Linked DNA regions of Mus musculus: regions 1, 2 and 3 are each linked to region 4. The links are chromatin contacts, called in public Hi-C, HiChIP or PLAC-seq and promoter capture Hi-C maps. All regions are on one chromosome and are shown on one strand. Each heading gives the region's core, a stretch centred on a gene start, on an enhancer-like site or on the middle of the called end of the contact. The rest is flanking DNA. Distances are from core to core; before and after follow the strand shown.

The links. Promoter capture Hi-C pulls out the DNA fragments that hold promoters and counts their contacts. Hi-C and Micro-C count contacts between places; a contact is called where the count stands out from the background. HiChIP or PLAC-seq counts read pairs in DNA pulled down with a chosen protein or histone mark.
Region 1: a Hi-C map of granulocyte-monocyte progenitors shows a contact between it and region 4, with 5 times the contacts expected there. The contact joins the enhancer-like site here to the promoter of Myo1e in region 4. A contact is called at or near these places in 1 of 484 Hi-C or Micro-C datasets (granulocyte-monocyte progenitors), 2 of 115 datasets of contacts at active chromatin or transcription factors (astrocytes and differentiating embryonic stem cells) and 1 of 9 other capture datasets (embryonic stem cells).
Region 2: a contact with region 4 is called in an H3K4me3 HiChIP or PLAC-seq map of embryonic stem cells, with 7 times the contacts expected there. The contact joins the enhancer-like site here to the promoter of Myo1e in region 4. A contact is called at or near these places in 2 of 39 promoter capture datasets (embryonic stem cells and frontonasal cranial neural crest), 3 of 484 Hi-C or Micro-C datasets (Sertoli cells, group 2 innate lymphoid cells and myocytes) and 7 of 115 datasets of contacts at active chromatin or transcription factors (embryonic stem cells, extraembryonic endoderm stem cells, stem cell-derived neural progenitor cells and 1 more).
Region 3: a promoter capture Hi-C map of pre-B cells shows a contact between it and region 4, with 2.5 times the contacts expected there. The contact joins the promoter of Mindy2 here to the promoter of Myo1e in region 4. A contact is called at or near these places in 3 of 39 promoter capture datasets (the HPC-7 cell line, pre-B cells and stem cell-derived epiblast-like cells), 2 of 484 Hi-C or Micro-C datasets (both in embryonic stem cells) and 1 of 9 other capture datasets (pancreatic islet).

The regions. Positions count from the first base shown.
Region 1 is chr9:70,589,789-70,592,926 of GRCm38.p6, reverse strand. Sltm (SAFB-like, transcription modulator) reads right to left here. Exons shown (of 21, transcript NM_025690.4): 21 at 690-1,348. The coding sequence ends at 1,240. Among named protein-coding and RNA genes, the nearest start is that of Sltm, 49 kb to the right of the region's middle. Within about 2 kb of position 1,471, at least 58 of the 459 cell types and tissues checked have an H3K27ac peak or open chromatin away from gene starts, as enhancers often do. A contact at or near this core is called in granulocyte-monocyte progenitors, where this site is marked.
Region 2 is chr9:70,485,729-70,488,854 of GRCm38.p6, reverse strand. The region is part of intron 2 of Rnf111 (ring finger 111); the gene reads left to right. Among named protein-coding and RNA genes, the nearest start is that of Gm24615, 12 kb to the right of the region's middle. Within about 2 kb of position 1,309, at least 17 of the 459 cell types and tissues checked have an H3K27ac peak or open chromatin away from gene starts, as enhancers often do. A contact at or near this core is called in embryonic stem cells, where this site is marked.
Region 3 is chr9:70,655,157-70,658,500 of GRCm38.p6, reverse strand. Mindy2 (MINDY lysine 48 deubiquitinase 2) reads left to right here and starts at 1,327. Exons shown (of 9, transcript NM_172772.2): 1 at 1,327-2,228. The coding sequence starts at 1,455. Gm31872 (a long non-coding RNA gene) reads right to left here and starts at 830. Exons shown (of 3, transcript XR_379591.4): 1 at 289-830.
Region 4 is chr9:70,205,201-70,208,609 of GRCm38.p6, reverse strand. Myo1e (myosin IE) reads right to left here and starts at 1,260. Exons shown (of 28, transcript NM_181072.3): 1 at 907-1,260. The coding sequence starts at 909. The region is part of intron 1 of Gm26849 (a long non-coding RNA gene); the gene reads left to right.

The DNA of each region.
Region 1 (3,138 bases), core at 222-2,721, 380 kb before region 4:
GCTGGTGTCTATAAAGGGTTTTGGAAAGCTGTGCTGAAATAAGTGGTGCTCTAAGTTACTGTCAAGAGCTTTCCTACTGAAGATGCTGTAACAAAGGATTATAAGATTTCTAGCACATCCACTGTGCTATCAACTCATGACTAGAAAAAGCCTGACACATGTCTCAGGAACAGAGAGCAAACGCTACCATTGGAGCTCTTACCAAGTCTGCTGCTTGGGACTCACATGCAGGAAGGCTGAAGGACTACCCCTGAAACTGAAACAAAGATATATACATTCTCATTCTCTTATTCTCTCTCCTTCCCTCTCCCCTCCTCCCCCCCCCTCTCTCTCTCTTTCTCTCTCTCTCTCTCTTTCTCTCTCTCTCTCTCAGTATGGGTTTTAATTTCATAAAACCTGACAAATTCACCCATCTAGACTGTGGGCTTCGTCCACGTCTCCGCATTATTTTGGAAAGATGGGAATGTTATCACAAGATTCTGAGAATTGGGATCCATCTATCAAAACATGAAGATCCCCCACAAGTGCACTTACCTGCTCAACTCAGTAAACTGAGAACTTCATGACACATGGACAAGATCTCCTTCAACTCCATGGTCTTATACCATGCAAACCTGAACAAGTCTGTTGCTCCCTATATGGAAATTTTACCTTCAGTTTACAATTAAAAAGGTTCTCAATACATTAGCAACTATACAGAATATGAAGGTTTATTTCCAAAAAGATTACATTTTTTTTTTAACCAGGATACACAGATGCACTTAATGTAACAGTACCTTCTGCAAAAATAGGTTACATAATACTCCGAAATGCAGGGAACAATCTTATTCTCTAAAAATTAGACAGCAGGCTTTTGAAGCTCAAATAGCCTTCAAAATGGAGGCAGCCAACACTGGTGACACCACAGAGCTACGCTGCAAATGAAACCACTACCATTCAGCTGCAAACCACTCATGTTCACACAGTGCCAAACAGAACAGCCTTGTGCCAATCCTTTCAAATGGGTCTCAGTGCTGCAAGAAAAGGTTGAATGGTACACAAAACTATGAAAAGTTTCAACAGAACTATTTAAACATCTTCTCTAAAGTTGAGAAAAGAAATCGTGTTAAATTTTTTTATAAAGAAAAACAACAGTCAGCTAGAACTCTCAAGCAGTCAGAGGTTCTCCTAGTAAGCAGTCAGGGAACGTTTACAGGAGATCTCAATAAATTATCTTGAAGCCACAGCAGGAAGCTTGCGTTAAAATCGCCGTGGAGGTCCACTCTTAAACGGCTTAAACCCCGAGCTGCTTCCTCTTGGCAAGGAGTTACCACTCATCTGTACAATCCTGTTCACTGGGGACGCAGTGCTGAAGGGGTTAAAAGGGAAACAAAGGTCAGAACAAACCAACAATCACAAGCTGCTTTCATAGCCCCTGACGCTTAGGGGCACAGGCTGCTCTCTGCCTTACTCACCACAGCCAAGACCCTAGTCCTGTACAGTGCATACCGTTCGTTATCAACCCCTCCTTACCAGGGAAGAAACTAAGAACTGGAAGTGTATCCTGCTTTGTTTTTTGAGACAGGGTTTCTCTGTGCAGCCCTGGTTATCCTGAAACTCACCCTGTAGACCAGGCTGGCCTTGAACTCAAACAGATCTGCCTGCCTCTGCCTCCCAAATTCTAGGATTAAAGGTATATGCCACCACCACTGGGCCTGGAAGTATATCCTGACCAAGGCACAGAGCTAATATATGGTGGGCTGCAACAGCGTGACCTTGGCACTCTCATTTCAATGCCCACTTCTTCAGAAGCCAATGCTATGCATGACAAGACTACAGCTAGGCTTCTCCGAAATCCACCCTGGATCCGCAGCAGCAGCAGCAGCAGTGACTTGTGCCAAGTGTAAACCCACAGCCCCTTCAAGGTTTCCTACTTCCTCTTTTTACTCAAGATGTAATTATGGAGAGGCAAACCTTAAACAAGATCCTCCTTCAGTTTCTCTCTGCTAGGCCTAATTCATAAGCCACTCTAACCCCACCCAGGTCGCTGTGGGTGGGACCCTCTAGTCGCTGGCTTTAATTAGTGGTATTAAGGAGACTGTGGTACACACTAGAGCTTCATGAACTATCTACCAGAAAGTCAGCCAATAATATTTGCAGTATCTTTGTTGGGTTTTATTTGTTTGTTTTGGGGTTTTTTTGTTTTTTTTGTTTTTTTGTTTTTTGAGACAGGGTTTGAATTCACTCTATAGACCAGGCTGGCCTCAAACTCAAATTCGCCTGCCAAGTGATGGGATTAAAGGCATGCGCCACCACGCCCGGCCTGCAGCATCTTTATATATTTCTGGCAGCACTACAGATGCCAGAAAGGGACAGGAAAAAGACACTCCAAAACTCTATCATAATGGGCAGTGAAGTGCAATAAATCAAGTCCAATAAAGCCAGGTGAGAACCTGGGTTAAATCTGTGACCTACAGAAGCCACTGGGTTTTGAAGCAAGTAAATGATAGAACCAAATGTGTGGTTCCAGCACCACATTCAGAGGTAGAGTGACTATCACACGTTCTCTGGGAAGACCAGCCATGGGCTGGACAGAGGAAGGGGCAGCATCAGAAAAATGCTTACTGTATGGATACCATTTTGAATTTCTTCTAAGAACAAAGAAAGATCAAGACTGGGTTGTGTTTCCTGTCAGGGTTTTGAGGACGGCAGCACTGAGAGGTAAAAGAAGCTTGAGGCAAGGAAAACAATTAAGTTGGAGAGGAACAAGTTTGCCTGCATCCTGGAGCTCAAAGAGAGGCATTATGAGGAGATGGCAGGGAAGAGTAATGTGTGAAGATCATCTGCTTGAAGGAGCCAAAGAGGAGGGTCAAGAAGGGAAAAAAAAAACAGAAGGATGGGTGTGGTGACACACACCTTTAGTCCCAGCACTTATGACAAAGAGGCAGAGGCAGGCAGATCTCTTGAGTTTGAGGCCAGCCTGGTCTACAGTAAATTCCAGGGCAGCCAGGGATATGTAGTGAGACCCTTTCTTGAAAAACCAAAGGAAGGAAGGAAGGAAGGAAGGAAGGGAGGAAGGGAGGGAGGGAGGGAGGGAGGGAGGAAGGGAGGGAGGAAAGAAAGGAAAAGAGAGAGAAAGGAAGAGAGGGGAGAGGTGCT
Region 2 (3,126 bases), core at 60-2,559, 280 kb before region 4:
CACACCTGTCATGTGTTTGTTTTGTGGGATATTTTTATTATGATTATGGGTTAGGGGGAAGAATGCCTCAGCTGTGAAGTTCCCTTATCACTTAATTACCAGTGTTCCATAGTAGCCTCAGGACCATTAGTGATGTTGGCTGTGAACAGAGCTAGCATTTGCCTAGTTTTTCCTCACAGTTTCCCTCTTGTCCACTTGAGGGTAGTGGTTTTGGGGCTGTTGTCTAACTTCTGTGAGAGGTTAGAAAAGTTGACTTTCTTCTGGAAGGAAGGTTTTGCTTATATCAATATGGACTCGTGAATGTCTGTTTTTTTTTTTTTTGGTTTTTGGTTTTTCGAGACAGGGTTTCTCTGTGTAGCCCTGGCTGTCCTAGAACTCACTCTGTAGACCAGGCTGGCCTCGAACTCAGAAATCTGCCTGCCTCTACCTCCCGAGTGCTGGGATTAAAGGCGTTCGCCACCACGCCCGGCTGAATGTCTGTTCTTAATGGAAGTTAGAAACTAACTTACTTAATTGCTAAATTGTTTCAGCATTGTCCTGGAGAATTCTTTTACATGGGTTAAAAATATTATTATTCTTTAAGGTAGAGTCTCATGTATCTCATGCTAGCTTTGAACTTAGTAGTTAGGCAAAGATGACTTTGAACTTTTGATCCTCCTACCTCCCCCAAGAACAAGAACTAAAGGATTCTGTCACCATGCCCAGTTTATGTAAAACTGAATAATGAGCCTGGGGCTTCATGCATTTTAGGTAAGCATGCTACAACTAATTAGATCCTAGCCACAAGGATTAGTCCTTTTGTTTTTGTTTGTTTATTTTTTTTGTTTTTTGTTTTGTTTTTTTTTTTGGTTTTCTTTTGAGACAGGGTTTCTCTGTATAGTGCTGGCTGTCCTGGAACTCACTCTGTAGACCAGGCTGTCCTCGAACTTAGAAATCTGCCTGCCTCTGCCTCCCCACTGCCCGGCCTTTTCTTATTTTATTTAAATGTACACACACACACACACACACACACACACACACACATATTCGTGCAATGCCAATTGTGTGCATGTATACCTGAAGAGGCCAGAAGAGGGTATCCAATTCTCTGGTTGTGAGCTATCTAACATAGGTGCTAGGAACCAAACTTGAGTCCTCTAGAAGCTCTAGAAGAGCATCAAGTATTCTTTGTTTGGTTTTGGTTGAGGAACTAAGGTGCATATTCTACATATCAAAGAAAATTTGACCTTCTGGTTCTTCCAGTATTCCTCTCTAACCTGGCATACCCTACCCTTAGTCCTGAACATTCCAGTTTAGGGGTTGGGCTTGCCCCCCCCCCCCTTTCCCCATAATGACTTTGCCTCTGTCCTTGGAGCCTCCGAACGTGCCCAGGAACAGCTTCCCATAAAATTTACATTTAATCTAATCTAATCTGGTTTGAATTGGCTCTTTTCACTGGTAGAGAAGTAATTTATCACTCCTAACCTCCGAGCATCGCTCTAGCCCCTACTCAGTCATGTCCTAAGGCATCTTTGCCCATTTTATTGGATCTACAAATGAGTGTGTATATTGGGTTCTGCAGCTAGCTCTTTTTACTTGACTTCTCAGTTCTGAGTCTAGGAAATTTGAATCTGGATATTTGTATGAGCAGTGGAGGGATTAGTGTTATTTCACTATAAATGATGTTAGTGCAGGCTTTATTCAACTTCATTTTTCTTTTTAAATAATGGAAGCTCCCCCTGTTCTTCCTCTCTTGTCCTCTCTTCACCTCTCAGGTTCTAGAAAGCCTTTTTGTTCCTTTTAATTATAACGAGAATGATGATGATGATGTGTGTGTTCATGTGTGCTTGTGTATGATTTGCATGTGTAGGGTATATGCACCATGGTCTATATGTAAAGGTGAGAGGGCATCTTTGGAGTCAAGTTTCTGAGCATCAAGCATGAAGCCAGAGTTGAAGCAAGTGCCCTTACATCTGAATCATCTTACCACCCCTTTCCTTTTTATCATGGAAGTTCTTTAGACGTGACTTAGGGCTTAGGGCAGGTGAAGAGTCATGGAGCCTCTTTCATTGCTCTAGTTCAATTAATAGGAATCAGAACATTTGCCTGCTTCCTCTTAGACACTCAGAAATCCAGAAAGTCCATGGACTGGTTTTAGAAGAGCTCATGGTTGCTTTTGCTCACTTTTTCATGTGTGTATAACCTGATGTGAAATAGCAGCTGCAGTTTTAAGAAAGGTTTTGGTCAGAGCAACAGTTTTTTCTTATAACAGTTTAAGGAAGAGTCAGTGAATTTTAGAAAAGATTTAGCTTTTTATTTTTTAAAGTTTTCTTATTTCTTGCCATTTTAATTGGTAGTTTACCTTAGATTGTAGGATTTGTACCCACTTAGGGACCAAACAGGAAACCTTTTAATTTGCTAATTAAGATTTTCTCAAAATAAGAGGTAAAGACTAAAAATGAACAATCTGTTATGACAGTATAGAAGCCACCATTTTCTTTATTGCTCTGGCACCAGGAAGTGGGTGGAAAGATTATTAGTCACTTGTGCTAACCCAGTGAAATGGCTAAAACTGTTCTTTGTCTGTTCATGGAGAACTTCCTTGGGTGTCTTGACTCTTTCTAGCTTAGTCCTTTTATTCCCTAGTTTTTGCATTTCCCTAAATGATGCTAGGCAGTGTGATCCCTCATTCTTTGATAATTTGACCCCAGTTGGTTTCTCCCTACTGAAGACATAAAACCAGAAAAGCTGCTAAGCAGTTGAGAGTTCTACATCTTAGGACACAATTCAGTTGTTAGACACATCTGCTCTTTCACCCTTCCTTCACTGTGTCACGTGGGTATCTTATCTGCATGAAGCTGGTACCAGAATTCCTATTTGCTGTATCCTCTGTGTTCCCCCATAGTGTGTTGTGCATTTTGACTCATTAAAGTCTGTAAATATAATTGGCCTGCATTAATAATTGTCCTCCTAGGCTTGCTGCCTCAGTCTGTTAACCTAGGCCTAATCCTGGAAGCTTCTAGTCTCTGTGCAATCTAATGTAGGCCTAGAACGTCAGCCTCTGAGACTTACTGCTGATCACCCTTCCTAGTTCTTCCCGAGTTCTGCTTGGCTGGTTCAGCTTAGGTGTTCTGGCTCATCATATTC
Region 3 (3,344 bases), core at 78-2,577, 450 kb before region 4:
AAAAGGAAAGGGGGGGGAAGAAAAGAAAGGAAGGGAGGAGAGAGTTGGAGGTGGGAAGAAAGAGGGAGAAGTCGAAGAGAGTGCCGAGAAAGAGATCATCATTTCTGAGAAGATAATAGTGATATTTTTAGTGTGAAACACAGTATTCAGTAACATGCTTGGTGCTAACACATGAATGAGCAAAATAATGCATTAATTTGTCTACTTTTCTAACCAGTAGCAGGACAGAAGTGTAACAATCCATGATGCACCATATATTTGTATACCTGATACTAAAGGAAGACCCACCTGTCTTGTTCATTTTTATATTCTCAGACAACTTTGAAGAGGGAAGGGTCCAGGAAAAAAAAAAAAAACAAAAAAAACAAAAAACCAAAAAACAAAAAAACCAAAAAAAAAAAAAAAAAAACACCCCACTTTTCCAGAGCAGGTTAGATGATCTATATCCACTCTTGCCAATAAATAAGTAAGTAAATAAATAGAAAAAAAAAGTTGCAGGCAACTCTGTCCATCCTCTATGCAGATGTCAAGCCCTGATGAGAAGTCAATTCTAATTTTAAAAGTCATTTTTTCGGGAAGCAGAAGCTTCCCACTCTGTGCAAAGAGAAGCCAAGTGAACAGAACCGCAAAGACTTGGCTTGCTTCAAACGCAAACTGATTTATTATTATTGGACCAAATTTACCCTCTCGCCTGGGGCGTAGGCCAATATCCACAACCTCATTGAACCTCCGGCAAGGCAAACCAGTAGCTGGTTGGGAGCGCAGCGATTCTCAGCCAAAACCCAGGGAGAGTTGTCCCTGTACTGCGCAGTCTTCCAAAAGCCTCCAACAGAACTCGCCTTTCAAATTTGCATTTCCTAAGAAATGCTTCCAATTCTCAACATTAAAAGCTAAAAAAAAAAAAAAAGAAAAGAAAAAGCCAGCTCTCCCGAGGCCTTCAGGGAATGGCTGTCTTCCAATGCTACTACCACTTTCGGGGTCCACCAGGCTCAAGCCCAAAGTAGACCACACTCCCTACAAGCCTCAGCCACTGCCTTTAAAGTAACCGCGCGCAGCGGGGATGCCCCGGAGTTCAACTTCCGGCAGCACACACAAGATTATTTTCCTAGTGGCGCTGCGGCTCTCCGAGCCGCGCCCCTGACCACGCCCTCAGCCACGCCCCTGGCCTCGCTCTGCCTTCCCTAGCCTGAACGCGCGGGAGGGGCGTGGCCTCGGGGGAGAAGCGCTCCCCGAGTGGGTCCGGGCGCTTCAACGAGCGCAGTCACGCGGAGGCACGCTCCGAGCGGGCGGGCGGGGGCACGCGCGCGCGCTCCCGCCGCCCTCTACGGTGACGTGCCTGGCCGAGGCCGCGCTAGGGCGCTGGAGCTGCTACAGAGCGGCTGTCATGGCGTCGGAGGCGCTTGCTGAGGAGAGCCGGCCGCGGTGTCTATAGGACCAGGGGCGGGCGGCCGGGGATGGAGAACAGCCCTGACAGCCCACAGCCTCTGGAACTAGGGGTGGCGGCCGGGCGAGTGTCGCCGCCGGAAGGGCGACGGCGCGGCGGGCGCGAGGCTGAGGATGGTCCCGCTGGACGCGCGGTGGACAGCGGCGGGCAGGGGGCGGCGGCGGCGGCAGCGCGGAGCAGCCTCGGGGACCCGACGTCCCCCTCGCAGCTCGGATGCGGCGCGGGCTCGGACTTGAAGGACGGCGCGTCGTCGAGCCCTGCCGCCTCGGAGGTGCCTTCAAGAGGGCAGCACAAGGTGACCGCCTCCCCGGAGCTGGCCGAGGCCGCGGCGGGCCGAGGGTCGGGGCCAGTGGGCGACACGGGCACCTGCAGGGTGGAGCAGGCGGCGGAAGAGCCCAGCAGCACCGGCGCCCCGAGCAGCAGCTGCAGCGAGCCGAGCCCCCCTGGGGACTCGCCCAGCTTGGACTCCCTGGAGTCTTTCTCCAACCTGCATTCTTTCCCCAGTAGCTCTGAGTTCAATAGTGAGGAGGGAGCAGAGACCAGGGTCCCCGAGGACGTGGAGGAGGGCGCGGCGGGGCCGCCCAGGGCTGCACCTCTATGCAAAGAGGAGGAGGAGGACCCGGCTCAGGTGCTAGCGGCCTCCAAAGAACGCTTTCCCGGACAGTCGGTGTATCACATCAAATGGATCCAGTGGAAAGAGGAGAACACGCCCATCATCACCCAGAATGAGAATGGACCCTGCCCTTTGCTGGCCATCCTCAATGTTTTGCTTCTCGCCTGGAAGGTACACTCTGCAGCTTTCTACTTCCTACAGCTTGTGGGGTGGGGAGGGGCAAAATGGGGTGAGGAAACTGCTGTTTGTCAGCTGATGGCTTCCTTCCATTCATCAGACTCCTCCTTTTTTTTTTTTTTTTTTTTTGAGACAAGGTTTGTCTGTGTAGCTTAAACTGTCCTCGAACAGTTTAAGATCTTAATGCTACAGCCTCTAGAGTGCTAGGTTTACAGACATGCACCCCTATATCTAACAGTCTCTTATTACATGAAATTAATTCCAGGATTTCTTTATTGAAAGATTATTCATGTGGCAACATGTCAGGAAGAATTGCCCCCAACTTAAGGTCTTTTTTGTATTAAAAATTCAACATTCGGTTAAAGGTTGTAACTGATGGTTTACCTATAAACAAGCAGAATCCAGAGCACCCTGCACTTACATCTTCTGAGTATTTTTAGCTATATTTGCCTATATTATTCCTTACTGACATTATTACATATGCAAAACAGTGAAAATTGGAAACAGTGATTGATCTTCAGTTACTATCAATCTTATATTATGGAGTAAGTTTTAATGATTTTATCTGCGTGTTTTCTGGAAAAGGCTGTTTGTCCCACTGTGGTGTGGATGCATGAAAGAACAGTGATGGGAAAGATACAACTTTTTAGACAAATTCCATTTAAGGAAAAGCATTGGTCTGAGCCTACTTACCATAAATTACTTGTTTCCAAAGACAGTATTTTCATCTTGTGTATGATTTTTTGTTTTTGTTTTTACTTTCCTTGTTTCTTTGACTCTACTTCAAAGGTTTGGCATTTTTACTAGTAACTGTACATTAGAATGTTTGTTAAGGAAGCTAAAACTATTAACAACTAAAATAAGGAATGATAAATCTAAGGTCTTGGAGAACAGGAAGGGAAGGGCAAGTGTATTGAGGCCTCAGAATATAGTGTCATATTTAAGCTTGCAGTATCTGGGTTTTGAGAGGATGCATCTCAGCACCTGTTTTCAAATTGATGATTCCACTTATAGTTAAAATGCTCCCTAGAAGAAGAATAGTTTGAATTATGCTAACCAGTTATGAAGAACTATGATGGATAGTGAGGGAGAGATTCCAACACCAAATCT
Region 4 (3,409 bases), core at 11-2,510:
TGGCTGGCAATGTCTCTAAAATTCAATCTTTGTTTTTGTCCTTCAGTAGGAAAGCCACACCACGGCAAAGCCCAGGGGATGTGGCTAAGGTTATTTGGGATTGAGAGAGGAGGGTGGCTGGGCTGGGGACTTAGTCTCAAATGAGTTACAGAGAGGCTGTCCAACCCAGACACTCCCCCAAGTACCAAGTGGGAAAGAACAAAACCAGGAACGATCTCCGAGAGGGTGGCGGTCCTCTCGAGCTGGGGACCGGGTGGGGCCCTCCTCAGGAGGTGTTTACCCTACACAGGGACCCTACAGGCCTGGGCTCCCGGCCAGTTTGGCTGCCGCTGCGCGCTGTCGTCAGAGTCCCTGCAGCCCGGGCCACCGCCAGGTGCTCCGCAGTACCTGGCGCCCCTGCCTGCCTTTGTGCAGCGCTCGGCCCATCACCAGCGCAGGCGGGGCTGCCTAGGTCCTCCCCAATGCCAGGAGAACAACTGCGGGATCAGCCTGCCAGGGAGCTCACGCCAGTGCCTGCCCAGGGGAGAGGACCCGAGGGACACAGGCGTGCCCCTCACCTTCTCTAGAGGAGAAAAAAGTCTCCGGTCCCACGGCTGTGCCGGTGAAAACAGACGTGCCCACTCTCAAGCTTCAGACAGCTGGCAGCCACAACAACATTGGCACCAAAACTTTCGCGGCGCAGAAAGTCACTCCAGAGAGTTTTTCTTGTCCCTCCTCTCTCCCTCTTCCCGTTTAAGACCCGGTTTACAGCAAACAGCAGGAAATCAGCGCTCCAGAAGTGCACACTCCCGCGTCCACCTTCTCCACCCCCTGGCCTGGGCAGCTTGCCCAAGGTAGGTGCCCGCTCCGGGGCTTCCTGCCCCATCCCAGGGTCAGGCGTCCTGGGACGCGGCGCAGCCAACTCACCATGGTGACTCCCGCCGCGGTCGCGCCTCCGCCGGGTCCCGCTGCCTAGGCACTGAGGCTGGAACGCGGTCTCCTGGGCGAACTTCAAAAGTTGGTTCCCTTCGCCAAAAAACAAGCTCCCGACACCCAAGCACTCACAGGAGCCAATGGAAATCCAAGAGGGACTCCATCCAGGCGGGATCCGAAACGCTAGGTGAAGGCAAAACTTAGCAGACCCGGTGCACACTCAGACCTGGCGATCCCCAACTGTCTAGAGATGCACCCTGATGCGCTCTGCGGGATTGCTTGTCCAACTGCTTTGCCTGGACCCGCTTTCTCTTAACACTTAATCCGAACTCTTCTCTGGCTCAGGCTGGGCTCGGGCCGGGCAATCTGTCCATAAATGGAGAATTCAGCACAGGCCTGACCAATCAGAATTTGTTTTCGCAGCGTCACTCCTCAGGGAAGCCGAGGTAGCCAACAAGCGTGAACTACAAGAGTTTACAAAGGCCTCTGGATCCTGTAGTCCTGCGGCCTCGCTACCCCGCAGAGCGCGCCGCTGTCCTAGCCGTCCCCAGGGAGCCACCCCCAAACCGAAGGGATGAAAACACTTGGGGAGGTTAGGAAACCGCGCTCCTGTCGCTTCTCTTTACGGAGAAACTTAGCATCGACTTAGCTCCCACTCACAAGTCGCATGATTTTCCTAGATTCTTTTTTTTAAAGAAATATTTTTAACTGCTTAAAAGATCACAAAGTCGCAGCTCAAAGGAAATCCTTTTTCTTTTCTTCTCTCTCTCTTTCTCTCTTTCTCTCTTTTTTTTTTCTTTCTGGATTGTGAGGGAAGTCGAAAATACTTCCTCCACCCGTCTTTTGTACCTGAATTAATTTCCTTGGGAAGGGAGAGGAAGGGAGGGAGGGAGGGGGGGGAGAGAGAGAGAGAGAGAGAGAGAGGGAGAGAGAGAGAGAGAGAGAGAGAGAGAGAGAGAGAGAGAGAGAGAGAGAGGAGGAAGGAGAAGGAGAAGGAGAAGGAGAAGGAGAAGGAGAAGGAGAAGGAGAAGGAGAAGGAGAAGGAGAAGGAGAAGGAGAAGGAGAAGGAGAAGGAGAAGGAGAAGGAGAAGGAGAAGGAGAAGAAGAAGAAGAAGAAGAAGAAGAAGAAGAAGAAGAAGAAGAAGAAGAAGAAGAAGAAGAAGAAGAAGAAGAAGAAGAAGAAGAAGAAAAGAGAGAGACAGAGACCTTGGTCCTCGCGGTGTCCGGTTTCAGGAAGCCAGGTAGCCTAGGAGAGAGGGGAACGGGGATTCCTAAAACAGTATTAGGGAGTCTGACTCCTGGTGAAAGGGAAGACTGAGGAAGTAAACTCGCAGGGCCTCTGCGGGGCTGCGCTCCCAGGATCTGAGGAAGAAGAGTTCAGGAAGAAAAGAGCACAGAAAATCTTGAGATTCGGTCGTCCCCATTCACGTGAACCTAGGATCCTAGAGTTGCAACGGATAGTAAAAAATCAAATCATCTTGGCTAGGACGAGTTTTGCTCTTTGTTTTAATGTGGTGCATACCTTCAGAGGACTATGGCCAAACCAGGAAAAGGAGCGAATGCTGATACACCCTGCAACAGAGAAGGACCCAGGAAACCTAATTATGTGAAAGAGGTTGAGGTCAAAGTTCAGGAGGAACAATTCCGTGTGTTACAGTGGTGGGTAGGAAATGCTGCAGAGAGTAGTAGATCTTGGTTGGCTGCTCGGGACAGGTGTGGTGTGTAGAGGGACAGCTGATGGAACAAAGGGGCTTTGTCTTGTGGGGAGTGGTCCAAGGATGTCCCCTAGGTACTGATGTTGGTAGTAAAGCTGACTATACCCAAAACCGCTGAATTGTGCGTTTTAGAGTAAGAATCTTCTGAATTACATCAATTTTTTAAAGGAGGGAGAGGCACACACACGCCTCTGAGCATGTGCGCAGATGCAGTTCAGAGGACGACTTGTGGGAACTGGTTCTCCCTCCACCATGTTGGTTCCCGGGTTGAACTCGGGTGGTTAGGTTTGGCAAGTGCCATTATCCACTGAGCCATCTCATACCAATTTGAAAGGAAGTCATGTTTGAATTTTTGTGACTATTCCCCCTGTCCGGGCAGCAAAGAACTGAATTCCTTCCACAGGAGATAGGCCAGACACAAGACGCACAACCGTGACACACCTTGCTGGCTTTATGATCTGGTAGGAAGACAACAAGAAATGGTTGGGGGTGGCTCACCTGGAGCTAGTGAGCCTATTTGCTTTGCCAGTGTGAGGACTAGAGTTAGATCCCTAAAACCAATGTGAAAAATATTAAGGTGTCGTGGGATGTTGGGGAGGCAGAGACAGGCAGGAAAGCTTAGGATTCCCTGTCCAAGCAGCCTAGCCTACTCCATGATTTCCACGTCAATAAGAAACTCTAATCTCAAAAACCAAAACAAAAAAGGCAGAGGCCTGAAGGGGTGGTTCAGTGGTTAAGACCACTGGCGGTTCTTGCAGGGGCTTGGGGTTCGATTTCTTATA